Regions from separate parts of the Mus musculus genome. Here region 1 is linked to region 2. Evidence: chromatin contacts called from public Hi-C data. All regions are on one chromosome and are shown on one strand. The core of a region is the stretch at or near the end of the contact, and the rest is flanking DNA. Distances in the headings are between cores, read along the strand shown.

Evidence for each region. A called contact is a pair of places that touch in the nucleus more often than the background predicts.
Region 1: a contact with region 2 is called in a Hi-C map of the N1E-115 cell line, with 3 times the contacts expected there. The contact joins two enhancer-like sites. A contact is called at or near these places in 3 of 39 promoter capture datasets (the HPC-7 cell line, embryonic stem cells and stem cell-derived epiblast-like cells), 5 of 484 Hi-C or Micro-C datasets (the N1E-115 cell line, Sertoli cells and uterus) and 2 of 9 other capture datasets (adipose tissue and pancreatic islet).

The regions. Positions count from the first base shown.
Region 1 is chr7:96,770,368-96,777,181 of GRCm38.p6, reverse strand. It overlaps Tenm4 (teneurin transmembrane protein 4), which reads right to left. Exons shown (of 33, transcript NM_001310762.1): 14 at 5,077-5,178; 15 at 3,013-3,207. Among named protein-coding and RNA genes, the nearest start is that of Gm15413, 28 kb to the left of the region's middle. Within about 2 kb of position 1,786, at least 23 of the 459 cell types and tissues checked have an H3K27ac peak or open chromatin away from gene starts, as enhancers often do. A contact at or near this core is called in the N1E-115 cell line, where this site is marked.
Region 2 is chr7:96,629,203-96,636,088 of GRCm38.p6, reverse strand. The region is part of intron 6 of Tenm4 (teneurin transmembrane protein 4); the gene reads right to left. Among named protein-coding and RNA genes, the nearest start is that of Gm15413, 170 kb to the left of the region's middle. Within about 2 kb of position 2,883, at least 6 of the 459 cell types and tissues checked have an H3K27ac peak or open chromatin away from gene starts, as enhancers often do. A contact at or near this core is called in the N1E-115 cell line, where this site is marked.

The DNA of each region.
Region 1 (6,814 bases), core at 537-3,036, 140 kb before region 2:
AGAGACTATATGAACTATAGCATCAAAGAGGGTTATTTTTACATCCTCTCAGGACTTTGAGTAGTGAGGCTTATGCAAACTATGTGTTTGTCTATAATTCAAACATTCAAATGTATTAACTAATTTCATTTATAATCCAGAATATTTGACTTTTATACCCAGACCTGGAAACCTGGTCTGGGTATAAAAGAGTCACAGGCACAAAGGGGCCGAGACTTTATGAAAGAGAGCATTCTGGGATATTTGTTTTGAGGACCAGACTGTGGAGCCAGCTCTTTTGCCACCTCATTTTTAAAAGGAATTTTACTTGGCAATCTCAGTGGTAAGTGAGAAGGCCAAGGGACCAAGAGTAACTAGCTTCTAAAATCACAGTAATGACAGTAGCAAAAGTTGTCACTCATTTAGAAGCTTGTCTGTGCTACTCTTGGCTATTAAGCCTTTTATGTAGCTCTATTTAATCTATTATTTTCATTAAATAATTTTTCCAAGGCAGCACAGAAGGAATTTACATTTCATCCTCTCTCTCCTGTCTAGATTGCTTGCTATTTTCTCTTATAATCTGACTGGTTCAAAAATACATTTGCGCATATATGCTCACATAAACACATGAAGTGGTTTAAAAATAGAAGCCAAATCAAAACAGGGAAGGAAACAGGACAGTGTGGGGGATTAATAAGGCCCAACGAAGGCAAATGACTCTTCTCTTATGGTCTCCAGACACCATTTAACAACGGCTAAAGCATGACCTGCTGAAATTCAGGTAATTAAAAATAATAAAGACAACAGCAGTGATAAATTCTCATGACGGGCCTCAGATCCCGGAACCGCAGAAGGATTATTCCAGCCCATTAGACTACTGTGGCAATTCCCTTGGTTCAGAGAGCTTTCCAACTTGACAGCAAACAACTTGGCAAATCCTACGAAGAGACCTAGGAAAGCATTTCCCATCCTGTGAATGCCTGGCCCCAGCTTTGGGCTGACCCTGCTTCCGAGGAGCCCAGGGTGCCCTCAGGGTGGATCCTGTACACATCCAATGCTTGAGTGCAGCCTGGGAGGGTATCAGTTTTGGTGAAGTGTACTTGTCATTGCAGACCTGTCCTTTCATACACAGAGGGACCGGGGAACCAGCAAAGGGAACCCCATAGTCTCAGGAGAATAAAGACTAAGATGAGCTAATGAGAGGCCTTCTCTTTAAGAATCTGGTCTCCATGCTTCCAGGTGACCTGAGAAGCATAGGGAAGCTCACAGAGTTCCGTGTGACAGGGACAAGGAGCTCCTGGCACCCGGGCTAGACTTGATGAATGCCATTGGCCCTGAGCTCTGATCCTCAACTGAGGGCTGTTACCTGTGCTACAGTAGCCTTCTGCCAAGGAGGCTTTGAGTGGCCTGGGTCTGCCTCCTCCTGGGCCTGTGGGTGACAGGATAGTTCCAAGGATAAAACTCTCTTCTTCCCTCACACCGAGACAGCCTCATGAACATGGGTTATCTCCTGGGAGCTATGTGTAATGCAGGAGGTACCAGCAGGCCTGCGAGGGAGTAGGTGCTTGGGAGGTGGGCTAACTTGGTTTAGATTCTTTCTAGAAGGCATACCAGACAGTCCCCCTTTTCTCTTTCACAGAGCCAAAATTCCTTGCAGAAGCTTAGCTCATTAATGGAGGACGGTGCCCACACGGCCAGGCTGCAAACACAGGCTCCCTACTACCCCAACCCCCAAATGCTCCATGCTTCAGTGACCACACAAGCCACTAGATGCCCTTCAGGACTGGGAAGGCAGCGTAGTCTCACTTTTCACTCCAAAAGATCTGAGTCTGCACTCTCCTGCCCCTCCCCTGGTCCCCCTTCAAGCCTCCTGCCTTTGCCTTCTCTCAGGCTTTAAAAAAAATATGGAGCTATAAACTTCAGAAGGAAGAGAGAGAGAAAAAAAGTAAGCTTGTTAGCTGATGTTTTATAAACGGGAAACCCGTTAGCCGTGGAGCCCAGGGAGGAGGGGGAGGAGGAGGGAGGAAGGAGGCCCCCAAAACATTATTATAAACATGAGACTGTACAAACACGTTTTAGCAGAGAACGAGAAATAATAAAAGAGATCAGTCCCAGATGGCCCTCTTCAGAAAGGAGAACAGGAGGAGGAACACTTCATTTCAAATGGATAACGTAAATCAGAGCTCTAAACGTTACTTCTTTCTCTTTGAAAAAAAATATCCCACAGCCGTGGGCCACTGTCCAGTGTCCTTCTGTCTGGAGAATGCCACATGGACATGCTCAGGTGAAACATCCCACTGTTCTAATAGGAATCTCTCCTACTAGACCCTTCTGCGCAGGGTCTTCACCTCACGTGATTTAAGGAAAGGGAATTAAGGAAGATCCTCATGTCCTGCAGGCTGCCATCTTCCTTCAACAGCTACCGGCACCTCCAAAGCTAAGGTCTGCACCAGTACTCAGTGGCTCACTGAAGGGCTATAAGTAACAGAGACAGGAAATGCCTTTCAGACATTGATCCCGCCTGGCTTCTTACTTTAGGTCTGTTAACATTCTCTCTTTTAAGAGAAAATGGTGCTGTAAATGCAGGCTCTCTGTCACATACTAAGTGGGTTTAGAAGACTAGCCTTCCTCGGAACCTCTCTGCCCCACTGGGGAAGGAGCCTCGGTGCTGGCTGGTAGGAAATAGGAGGTGGTAGCAAGTGTATCCATTGCCCATCGGCTGCAAACGGTAAAGCCCATCCATTTCCAAACCCTGGGTGAAGGAGGCCGAAGCCTGGCTGTCCCCGAATAACGCTACTGATATAAGAGCCACAGTTATGGAGCATTTACTAGGTGTCAGCCACCGAACTAAGTGCTTGATATGGGCTATTTCGTTCAGCCCTCACAGTGGCCCCCTGGGGAAGGTAGCCTGGCTTTATGGAGGAGATGGAGCTAGGACTCAGAGCTCTGTCAGATTTCAAAGCAGGAGTCTTTGAAAGCCATTCCACAGAGCAGGTTGGCCTCTACCTTAGAGGCAGGCTGGCTGAATCTCACCTTCCTCGCAGCTCTCGCCCTTGTAGCCGGGGTTGCAGATGCAGGTGCCCATGATGCAGGTGCCATGACTGCTGCAGGCCACGTCAATACACTGGTTGGTAGGCACGTCACATTCGGCACCCTTCCAGCCACTGTGGCACAGGCACCTGCCCTTCATGTACTGGCCGTTCCCACTGCACAGCACGGGACAGGATGCTGAAGAGACAGTACCAAAAGCCTGGGTGAGTCGCTTCCCAGCACCCTGTCATGGGTGTCTCTTCTCTTCTCCCCTCCGCTCGGCTGATCACACCGGTTGATTGGTAGTGAACTCCCCTGTGTACCCATCACCCACTTCCCCTGCGATGGTTCATTGCAGCTTAAGCACCTCTGGGGTTGGAAGAGAAGGTGTGTGGCATGCGGCTGGGGGCTGGCACGGGGTGCTGCTGGCTTCTCTGGCCTCCTCTGATTCAGATGGAGCGCCCTGGCTGCCAGGAGCTTCAGAAAGGAAACTGCCATCTGTTTCTTATTATCAGTAGAAAAGATAGTATCTGGGGCTCCTGGCTGCCTGCTTTGCCTCTCCCGGCACTCTCCTGATAGCCCTCTGTTGTCACCACTCCCCCCCCACCCCCCCCACTGCATCACCACTAACTGTTGTCTTTAACCCTGGCTTCTGCTTCCCTTGTCTTCCAGGTCCCCATTCCAGCCTCTTACATCACAGCCCTCCAACAAAAAGAGCTGAGCCCAACTTAGCTCTTTGAAGTATCTTTCCATTCTGTCTCTTAGTATCAAGGTTTTGGGATCATCTCTATGAAGGGTACTATCTAAAAATAAGCTATATTGCATTGTGGTACAAGTGCTCACCTGTCTCACGGTGAATACAATAAGGCTGTTTTATACATGACTCTTAACCTGGAGTGCATGCGTCTGAGATGAGATGGTAATTCTCCTTAGAAGGAATGACTAGGCTCTCTCTGCACTTCCTTTGCTGGGCCCCACCTGGTGTCTTTTCTTTTTAGAACACTCAGCAGGCAATCGCTGTGCTTCCCAGCTTGGCAGTCTCAGGGCAAGCCTATTTCATAGTAGCTAAAGTAGGCGGAGTCTCCAGCACTACACCCTAGGAGGGATTTGTAGGATGCTATTCCCTTGGCCTTGGAAATCATTTCTGACTTTTGTTCTTGAATTCCACAAGCCTTAGACTCTGGTTCTACCCCATTTCTTCTCCACCTTTCTGAGTGGATATTCTGCCTGCCTAGCAAAGACAGCCACACTTAACCTTGCTGCCTCTATTCCAGGTATTCTAATGCTGTTTTATAACAGATGGTTTACTCTCTCAGAATGGCCTGAGAGCACCAGGCCTGGGCAGTGGGATAAGCCTAGTATCGAGCACAGGACAACTCCTAAATGGACCCAAAGCCAGAGGTTTCTGGGTAGAGAGATGGAGAAACCCAGACAAGAGGCCATTTTGGGCTTTCTCTGGGGAATATCAAATTCTCAGGACCACAGATCTCAAGATGTTTCCTTCTTCATGTTTCTAGAACAGAAATGAAGGCCCAAAGCACACAGTAGGTCTCAGGTAGCCTTCAGGTCATCTCAGAATTTGTTGCTGTCTTTAGCAGTATATATGGTGTGTGAGAAGCTATGCCAGGCCTCCAGGATCTGCTGGTGTCTTAGCTGAGATTCTGTCTGGGTTGTGTAGAAGTGGAAGGGGTTCCATATGCTTCCCATCCACAGGCCAGAGAGGAAGGGCGGAGAAGGTGCTTGACAGAGGCTGATGGTCCCTTTAAAGAGGGAATCAACTTCTCAAAGGGTCCCTCATTGCCTCCCTCAGTACCCCAGGAAGGAACACGGTCCTTCCAGTCCTGACCTGTCCATGTGTGTTACCCATAGCTGGATAACAAAGACTGACAGGACTTGGCTCTCTCTACCTGCCAAACTGCCTTTGTCAGGCCACTGAAGAATTGCTCTTGTAGTATTTCTTGGGTACATGAGGAGGCAGCGTGAGTCCTAAGTTCCTTTTGAGATGTGCACCCCAGCTAGCCATAGGGTCTGGGAAGCAGTTACCACTATGCTCATGTGAATGCTTACCTCGGCCACAGTCAGGGCCCAGAAAACCCAGGAAGCAGTGGCAGGTCCCGGAAATGCAGTCACCGTTACCATAGCAGTTGCTGGGGCAGTTATCCACTGATTCTGGAAGAGAAGAGAGGGAGAGCTGAAAGTGTAGATGGCTTCATGCTACAGAGCCCGGGGTCAAACATGCACACATACTTTTTGTTTTTTCTTTTCCTTTCCTTTCCTTTCCTTTCCTTTCCTTTCCTTTCCTTTCCTTTCCTTTCCTTTCCTTTCCCTTTCTTTCTTTCTTTCTTTCTTTCTTTCTTTCTTTCTTTCTTTCTTTCTTTCTTTCTTTCTTTCTTTCTTCCTTCCTTCCTTCCTTCCTTCCTTCCTTCTTCTTTCTTTCTTTCTTTCTTTCTTTCTTTCTTTCTTTCTTTCTTTCTTTCTTTCTTTTTTTTTAAGACAGGACTCAAGCAGTCCAGGGTGACTTTGAATTTGCTGTGTAATGGAAGATAACTTTGAAGTTTGGATCCTCCTGTCTCAATCTTGGGATCACAGACGTGCATAACCTCAACCCACTCCATGAAGTACTGAGGATGGGACCCAAGGCTTTGTGTATGGTAGGCACGCGCTCTATCTACTGAGTCACCTCGTCAGTCTCCGAGCATTTATAAACCAAACGGATCTTCTTCTTCTTCTTTTTTTTTGTTTTTTGTTTTTTGTTTTTTGAGACAGGGTTTCTCTGTGTAGCTCTGGCTGTCCTGGAACTCACTCTGTAGACCAGGCTGGCCTCGAACTCAGAAATCTGCCTGCCTCTGCCTCCCAAGTGCTGGGATTAAAGGCGTGCGCCACCATGCCCGGCTCAAACGGATCTTCTTTGTTATGTGTCAGTGCTGCAGCCACACACAGTTGGGAGGAAGCGGTATGACCTGCGAGCGGTGGTTATCTGTAGTTCCATCGCATGAGCGCACAAGTGAGCCTTCATCTGGCTCTGTTTTCCATGAATCCATCCAGCCTCCCCTCCCCCTTTCTTCTCCTCCTCCCCCTCCCCCCTCCCCCCTCCCCGGCTGGCTCTTCTATGGCAGTCTGTGGGTGAGCGTTTAGCATTCTCCACTCGCTGATTTATTCACCCGACAGCCTGATTGATCTCTGTGAGGTGAACCTGATGCTGTGACTCTGCTAATAAGAGCTCTTCAATAGTCCTCACTGACTGCGGGAGAAATCCATGCTCTGCCGAAAGGCACATATTCCTTTCCTTCTCTCCCCACTCAGCCCCATGCCCAGCCATGGAGATGGACTGTTAACTTCCTCTGACTCCCCGAGTCCCTCTGACAAATACTCTGCGTGACATGTCAAGGAAGCACAATGGATTTCAGAAAGATTTTAATAAAAAAAATTTTAAGCAGTTTGTTGCTCTAATTACTAAATAGAGTATTTACAGAAGTCGTCATTTGTCAATAATGTGGGATACAGGACAGAGATACAATTATGCCGAGAACACCGGCTTGGGGCCATGGAGTTCCATAAACCTCTCTGATGTCACCATATCTGACAAGTATAAGTATGGTTGTTCCCATTTCATTAGAAAGAAAACGCAGCCAAGAGAGATAAAACAATTTGCAGGAGGCCACAGCTACTAATTACAGAGGCAAAATTTGAACACAGGCTTTTGGCCTCCAAACTTAGCATCCTTCCATGATGCCATACTCTTTAGAGCCTGCAGGAACTCCCGTCACAGCAGAAGCCAGGGCCCTGAAGCAATGCCCTGAGAGGC
Region 2 (6,886 bases), core at 1,634-4,133:
AGAACAGAGCTCTGCTTTCGTGGGCTTGCCAAGGAGGACCCCCCTCCTCCACACAGAGGAGATGATAGCCGTAAGGTTTGCCCGATCTTCACATGGGGACTGACTCTCTCCAGTTAGTATGCTGTGTGGCAGAGCAGTATTTGAGGAAGACATTCATTTTACACAATCTCCATTTTATTGGAGAAATAATTCACGTGCCCTACAAGCCACCTGTTTCAAGGACACCACTCAGTGGGACTGAACATATCCACCGAACAGTGGGACTATTACTACACAATATATCTGAGAGTGTTTGCTTTGCCCACAAACATCATAGGTACCTGCAGGCACTCCTCGTGGTTCTTCCAGACCCTGTTGCTTGGGGCAATCACAGATCTGTTCTCCGTCCTTACAGTTTTGCCTATTCAAGAATTTTCAAGGAAATGAAATCATATATTCTGGGTTCTTTTGTGACTGGCTTCTTTCACTGAACATGTCTTTAAATTTTACCCACATCTCCCTATGTTGCCAGTTAGCACTACAGTGGATGGATATGTGAGATTTTGATCATCCACATATCAAACCTCACTTGTTTCCCTTCTTGGCTATTATTGCTGGCTGCTAAAGTCTTGCACATGGGGTTTTGCATGGGAAGTGTGTTTTCACTTCTGTTGGGTATAAATGTAGGTGTGGAATTGCTGGATTGGATGTTATCTTAGTTAGCTTTGTCAACTTGGCACAGTCTAGAGTCACTTGAGAAGAGACTGAGGAATTGCTCAGATCAGAGCAACCTATGGGCATGTTGAGGATGGTATTGATTGTTAGTATACAGGGTACCAGCCCACTGTGGGTGGCACCATTCCTTGGCCAGGTAGTCCTAGGCTATATGAGAAAGCTAGCAGAGCATGAATGTGAACAAGCATCATTTCTCTATGGTTTCTGCTATACTTTGCTGGTTCTTGAGTTCCCTGGTTAGAGGCAATTCATTGGAATAACAAACAGGCATGGCTTCCTTGATAGATTGTAACTGGTAGGTTAAAATAAACCTTTTCCCCCAAAGTTGTTTTTGTCAGAGTAATTTATCTCAGCAACAGACAGATGGCAGCTCCATGTTTAACCTTTTAAGGAAGTATCAGGTGATGTTCCAAAGTGGCAGCATCAGGTTACATTCCCACTAACAGCTGACTTCCCTACATCCTCGCCAACACTTGTTATTACCTACCTTTCTGAATACATCCACTCTGGTGTGTTTTATTGGCACCTTACCTACAGTAAAACTGATCTGCTTTCATGTGCTTACTGACTACTTGGGTCTCTATCTTCTTTGGAGAAATTTCTCTTTGGTTTCTCCTTGGTTTCTTTTCCTGTTTTAAGTTGAGTTGTTTGATTTTTCTTTTAAGTTTATTTTTATTTTTATAAAACTCAGTTGCAACGCTGAAATTTTTCTCAAATGACTTATTTTGTGCCTACTTGGCCAGGCACTGTTCTGAGAATTACAGGCAAAGAAGGGCAGATCCCTGCCTTCTGAAAAGTTGCATTCTAGTGGAAAAGACAATCAATGAGAAAATATCTATATGGAAGACAATCAAGTGTGAATGTGGGGGTAAGTAAAACGAAGAGACATTAAATGAGTACAGAGTCAGGTGTGATATGGTGGCTGTGTTGTTTCTGCAGTGTGGTAAAGAGTAGTCTCCCTGAGGAGGTGCCAGTAAAAGTAACTGAAATATGAGCCATTCAATATCTGGAGATTGCCTCTGCTTCAGGCAGCAAACTTAGCAATGACAAAATCCTTATAGCAGGACCATGGTCGTTTGAGGCACAGCAAAGAAACTAACTGGGCTAGATGAATGGAATTAATATGGAGAAGACTACAGATGAGTCTGGAGGTCTTTCCAGCGGCCAGGTTATAGATGGATAAATTCTGCAAAGGAAGGTCACCAGGTACATGTGTCTTATGAGTCATGTCCTCCCAGGACAGGGATGGATCTTATTCATTGCATGTGCCCACAGCCAACACAGTGATTCCACACGTAGTTGGAGTCTGTTACATGCTGGGATGGATCCCATTGAGTGTTAGAGTATATCATAACTCCCTAAGCTCCTAATCACAAAAGCTGTGAGATGTGATAGTGTTACAGTTTACACACAAGCATCTCATTTGTCGTCGCCTCTGATCTAACTCCATCCTTCTCCTTCTATGGGTAGGGGAAATGAGGACGGGTGATGTGGTTTGTGCGATGACACGTGATTCCAACTGTTAAGGAGCTAAATGAGACTCTAGCCTAGGGGAGTTGAGTAAGCTCGAGACCTGGAACTCAGACTTCCAGCAGGTTGCTTCATCTTTTAAAAACTCAGGATGTCAATTTGGTTCTACTCAAAATGGGTCTCATGAAAAAGAAATGAACACAAATATATTCATCATGTTCTCTCTCTCTCCCTCTCTCTCTCTCTTCTTCCCTCCCTCTCTCCTCTCCCTTCTTGCCTCTCATATCCATTTCCTGGCCAACCACAGTCAAACCCCAAGGCAGTTCTGTGGGGGCCTTGAATGGGACTGCAAACACAGCCTAAAACCAGCCCTCATTCTGGAGGGACTCAGACCTCCAGGATGCAGGAGACAGAGATGCATCACATTACAGGAGAGAGGCAGGGATGCAGAGGAAGAGAAGATTGGTGAGGGAGGTACTGATGGGCAGGGTGACTGGCAACTGCTCTAAGTTTCAAGTCCCAACTGAGGCTTCTCACGGACTTTTGCAGCCTTTCCTAGAGGAGTATAAGATCCTTTATCTAGGCCCCTGGAGGCTAGGATTGTGATAGGGCAGCAGGCTACTTTCCATGGAATGTGGGAGAGGAAGATGCAAGGCCATCTGTATTATTTCTCTCTGTCAAACTATGCTGGCAAATGTGACCAAAGAGCCACTGAAATTGATGGTGAGCCTCAAACAATCTGGCTACAGAGAGAGCTCTGCTCTATCAGGGAGGCTGGGGCAGCTTAACTTCTACTCTGAGATGTGATTAAGAAAGCACTTCCAAACAGCTGCTCAACATCATTTATTACTTCCTGGGGCTGTGTCTCCAGATATTTGCCTTCTCCCACTCCATTTACACAGCTGCAACATCCTAGGCCTCATAAGCGAGGAAGAGCATAACCCGATTGCCAGGCCCGCTACTCAGATGTGGGGGATCTAGGGCCTAGAGGGAAGAGGCAAGAGATATGGAAGCCCTGGGGGCAAAGAGCTAGCTGCTGGAGGGTAGAGTGGTTACTGACAGTAATGGAGCACCTACTGTGTGTCCAGCTCTATGGAACCATTTTTAAGTGAATCATCACCTTCAGTCTGTAGACCCGCTGACAGATGTAGAATAGGATGTTTAAGCAAGATGCTCAAGGTTACTAAGATGGTGGGTGCCAGGATGGGCTGTGGACCGTTCTTTGATGGGTCCTAAGCCCACACTCTTAGGCTAGGCTGGCCAGCGAGCTCCAGAGATCTGCCTTGAAAAATCAAGAGAAACACTTAGGGGCAGAGTAGACAGGTTGCTCAGTCTCGTTTCCCAGTGACTTTGTCTCATCCAGGGTAGCCCCAGAGGGAGGTTTTCAAAAGGAATCCTTGATCAGGTTTTAAGGAAGAACGTGATGGAGAAACAGACTTACTTTTTACTCTCAACTGCATCGTGTAGGGAAAGGAGCTTTTGTGTGAGAAGGACATTTACCACAGGCCTCTGGTGCATGGAACATTCTTTTGAGCTTTTTAGGTGTGCTTTGCCACAGTGTTCGCAAAAGCCGTTAGTCCCTATTGAACCAATACTATTCAAATCTGAAAATCAAGAAATAGGCGGGGCCAGGGCATCCTTCCTCAGCTGCTGTGGTGAACAAAGGCAACTTAGGATAGGCAGGATTTATTTTCATTCATAGTTTGAAGATGGAGCCCACCACAGTGGGGAAGACAGGGCAGCTGGAACTTGAGGCAGCAGGCTGCATTGTATCTACCCAGCTGGGAAGCAGGGAGGTGTGTGCTGGTACCCAGCCCTGGACCTCAGCTCACAGACTCCGATGGTGTTCACATTCAGGGTGTGTCTTCCAACAGCAATGAATTCAACTACAAATTCCCTCACAGACACACCCAGAGATTTGTCTCCTAGGTGATTCTTGGTCCTGCCAAGTTGACTGTCAACATTAACCACCACAACCTGCCTCCGAAGCCTGTGAGGGACTCCCGCCTGACTTCTTAGCTAAATGTTTGGCATTCCTTGACTTCCAACATGGCTATAGCATCTCACTTTACTGTCTGCCAGAGGATGCTCTCCATGTGTGTCTCTGTCTTCACATGGCATTCTCTCTATAAGGTTACTGGTCCTATTGAATTAGGGTCCCACCCTATTCAGGATGACCTCATCTTAGCTAACAGCTATTACAGTGACCAGATTCATATGCTGAGCTACTGGAGGCTAGAATTGCATCCTATCTAGTTTTGCGAAGCTGTGGAGTGATGGAGGACTCAATTTAACCTACAGTACCATTTTGTGGAGCATAGAATCTTCTTTGACTGACAAAATGGTCAAGTGACCATTATAATGGTCAAGTGATCTATAGCAACAACTCACAAATCAAATCTAGATCTTCCCACAATGCCCAAAGGGTATCTGCCTTAATGCTGCTCCTTGCCCACATAAGGTTTATTCAGCTGGTGTCCATTCACATGTAAAGGACTTCCACATACACCTCTATGAAATAAGTGTTATCCTCATCTCACTGCTGAAGAAAATGAGGGCTGGATAGGAGGAAGTCATGATGTTTGAAAAAAACACAAGGAGATAAGACTGTCTACCCAGTGTCACTAAGAGATCAGTGGCATTGAGGTAGGGGTTAGACACCAAAAAATGGACAATTGGCTTGCTCTTCAAGGCTTTCTGCCCAGCCTAACAGAGTAAACTGGATTCAGTGGGGCTGGGGGAAGGCTTTAAATACCTCTGATTTTTTTTTTAACTAAAAAGGCTCATCTGTAGATAGAGTTTATACTTTGGAAGCTCAGGGCACTGGGCAGACTAGTTCAGACATTCTAATCATATCTCACTTCCTGGGTACCAGAACCACAGCATGGCTGGCAAAAGAGAGCCTTGCTTTCTGGAGGGCAGAACACAGAGCACGCCATCAGGTGTACAAAGTTTCTCATTTGTTCCGTGTTGGGAGCTATTAAGACAACACTATTGTCCTGATCTCTGAATTGGGCCTCCCCCCTACCCCTGAGAAGAAAAGGTGGTCAAAAGCGGGCCACCGACGCACCGCTCTGAGAACAACCACAGATTGTTCCAGCCCTAAGTCAGCGCTGGATGTCCTTACCTCAAGATGTACCCTGATAACGCCAAGTTCCTGTTTCCCCTTGTAACTGCATAAAGAATGTGAAGTTCTATTGCCCCACCCCTCCCGCTGATAAGTACCTGTACTTCCCCTTTTGCTTGTGCAATTCTACTGCCCCATCCTTCCTGCTGAAAGGCACTTCCTCTTTTGCTTGTGCATTTAAGCCTTGGGCCTTGCTCAATACCTTGGAACCTCGATGTTACTCAGACTGCTTCAGTGTGTCGTTCTTTACACAAGGTTGTCGTCTCTCTCTATCCCCCCATTTGGTTTTTAGGAGAAGGTCCCCTCGAGACCCTCGAATAACTGGACCTGCTGGACGGGTCAGTTCTGTGAGCGGATCCTGAGGGACAGCATTCCTTGACCAATTCCAAGGTCTGTGTTGGCTTTGAGTTTCATGTGTCTGGGAAAATGAGAGAAGAAAGGGGGGCCTGCATGGTCGGAAATACATTTAGGAGGTTCTGTTGTACTAAATGCATAGAGTGTGGTGGTGGGAGAGGCAGGTGTGTGCATTTAAAACAGTTCTGTCTGAATTACCTTAGGTCCTTGGGCAAGCCAGAGAATGCAATTATCAGCTACAGGAGATGCTCAAAGCTCCTTTTAAAGGGTTCTTCTATACATGGGTCATGACCAGACCATTCATTGCTCACAGTTCCACATTGGTTTTAACCAATATTCCAGTAGAACTGCAGACTTAGACTGGGCCCTTACCTGTCTTTGTAAAAGATCTTGGTTTAAAGGCCAATAAAATGCACAGTAGGTCAATTCCTCATAATGTTATGAGGAATTGCACTGGACAGACTAGTTCAGACATTCTAATCATATCTCACTTCCTGGGTACCTGTTGTACTAAATGCATAGAGTGTGGTGGTGGGACAGGCCAGAGCAGGCCCTTAACTCAGTGTCCATTTCCTAATGGAGATGACACTTTTGCAGAAGCCTGGTGGTGAGCTGAGGGGTCAGGCTTAGGAGGCAGGTAGGCACAGTTGTGTGCTAAGTATGCATAGGGTAGGTTGGTCAATGTTCCATGCCAAAGGACCTGCATATGCTGAGGTCCAAAGGTAGGAAACAGCACACTCCTGTTAAGGAATAGTGGGATGAGTTGAATGTTTCTGTCACAGAGATGAGTGGAGAGACTTACGATCTAAGAAAGCTTACTGTACAATCTTGCCTGCCACTCCTTCTTTGGCTCTAGACTTAGCAGCAGCAACCAAGTAAGCTGTACCATGAGAATTGAGCCACCAAACTTCCCTGAAGCTGAAAATGAGCACGTGACAAGGCTACCTTTAGCGCCCTCCTAAAGCTCCAGTAATAAAGCTAGCAAGATTGATTCTCGCCATTCTGCGAGTCCCGAGTCTGTCTCTCCGAGTTCCTCTTTATTACCCCCATTTAGCAGATGAGAAGAGGGAAGTTCAGGAAGGTTAAGTGACTACATTCTGAAAGTCTATGATTTTCTGAAAGAAGCCACCCTCGAGCGTTCTGCCTGAATAACCGAATCCTTTGCTCTCAGGAGGAATTTTATGCAGGGGAGGAAAAAAATGACTCGTTAATCACAACAAT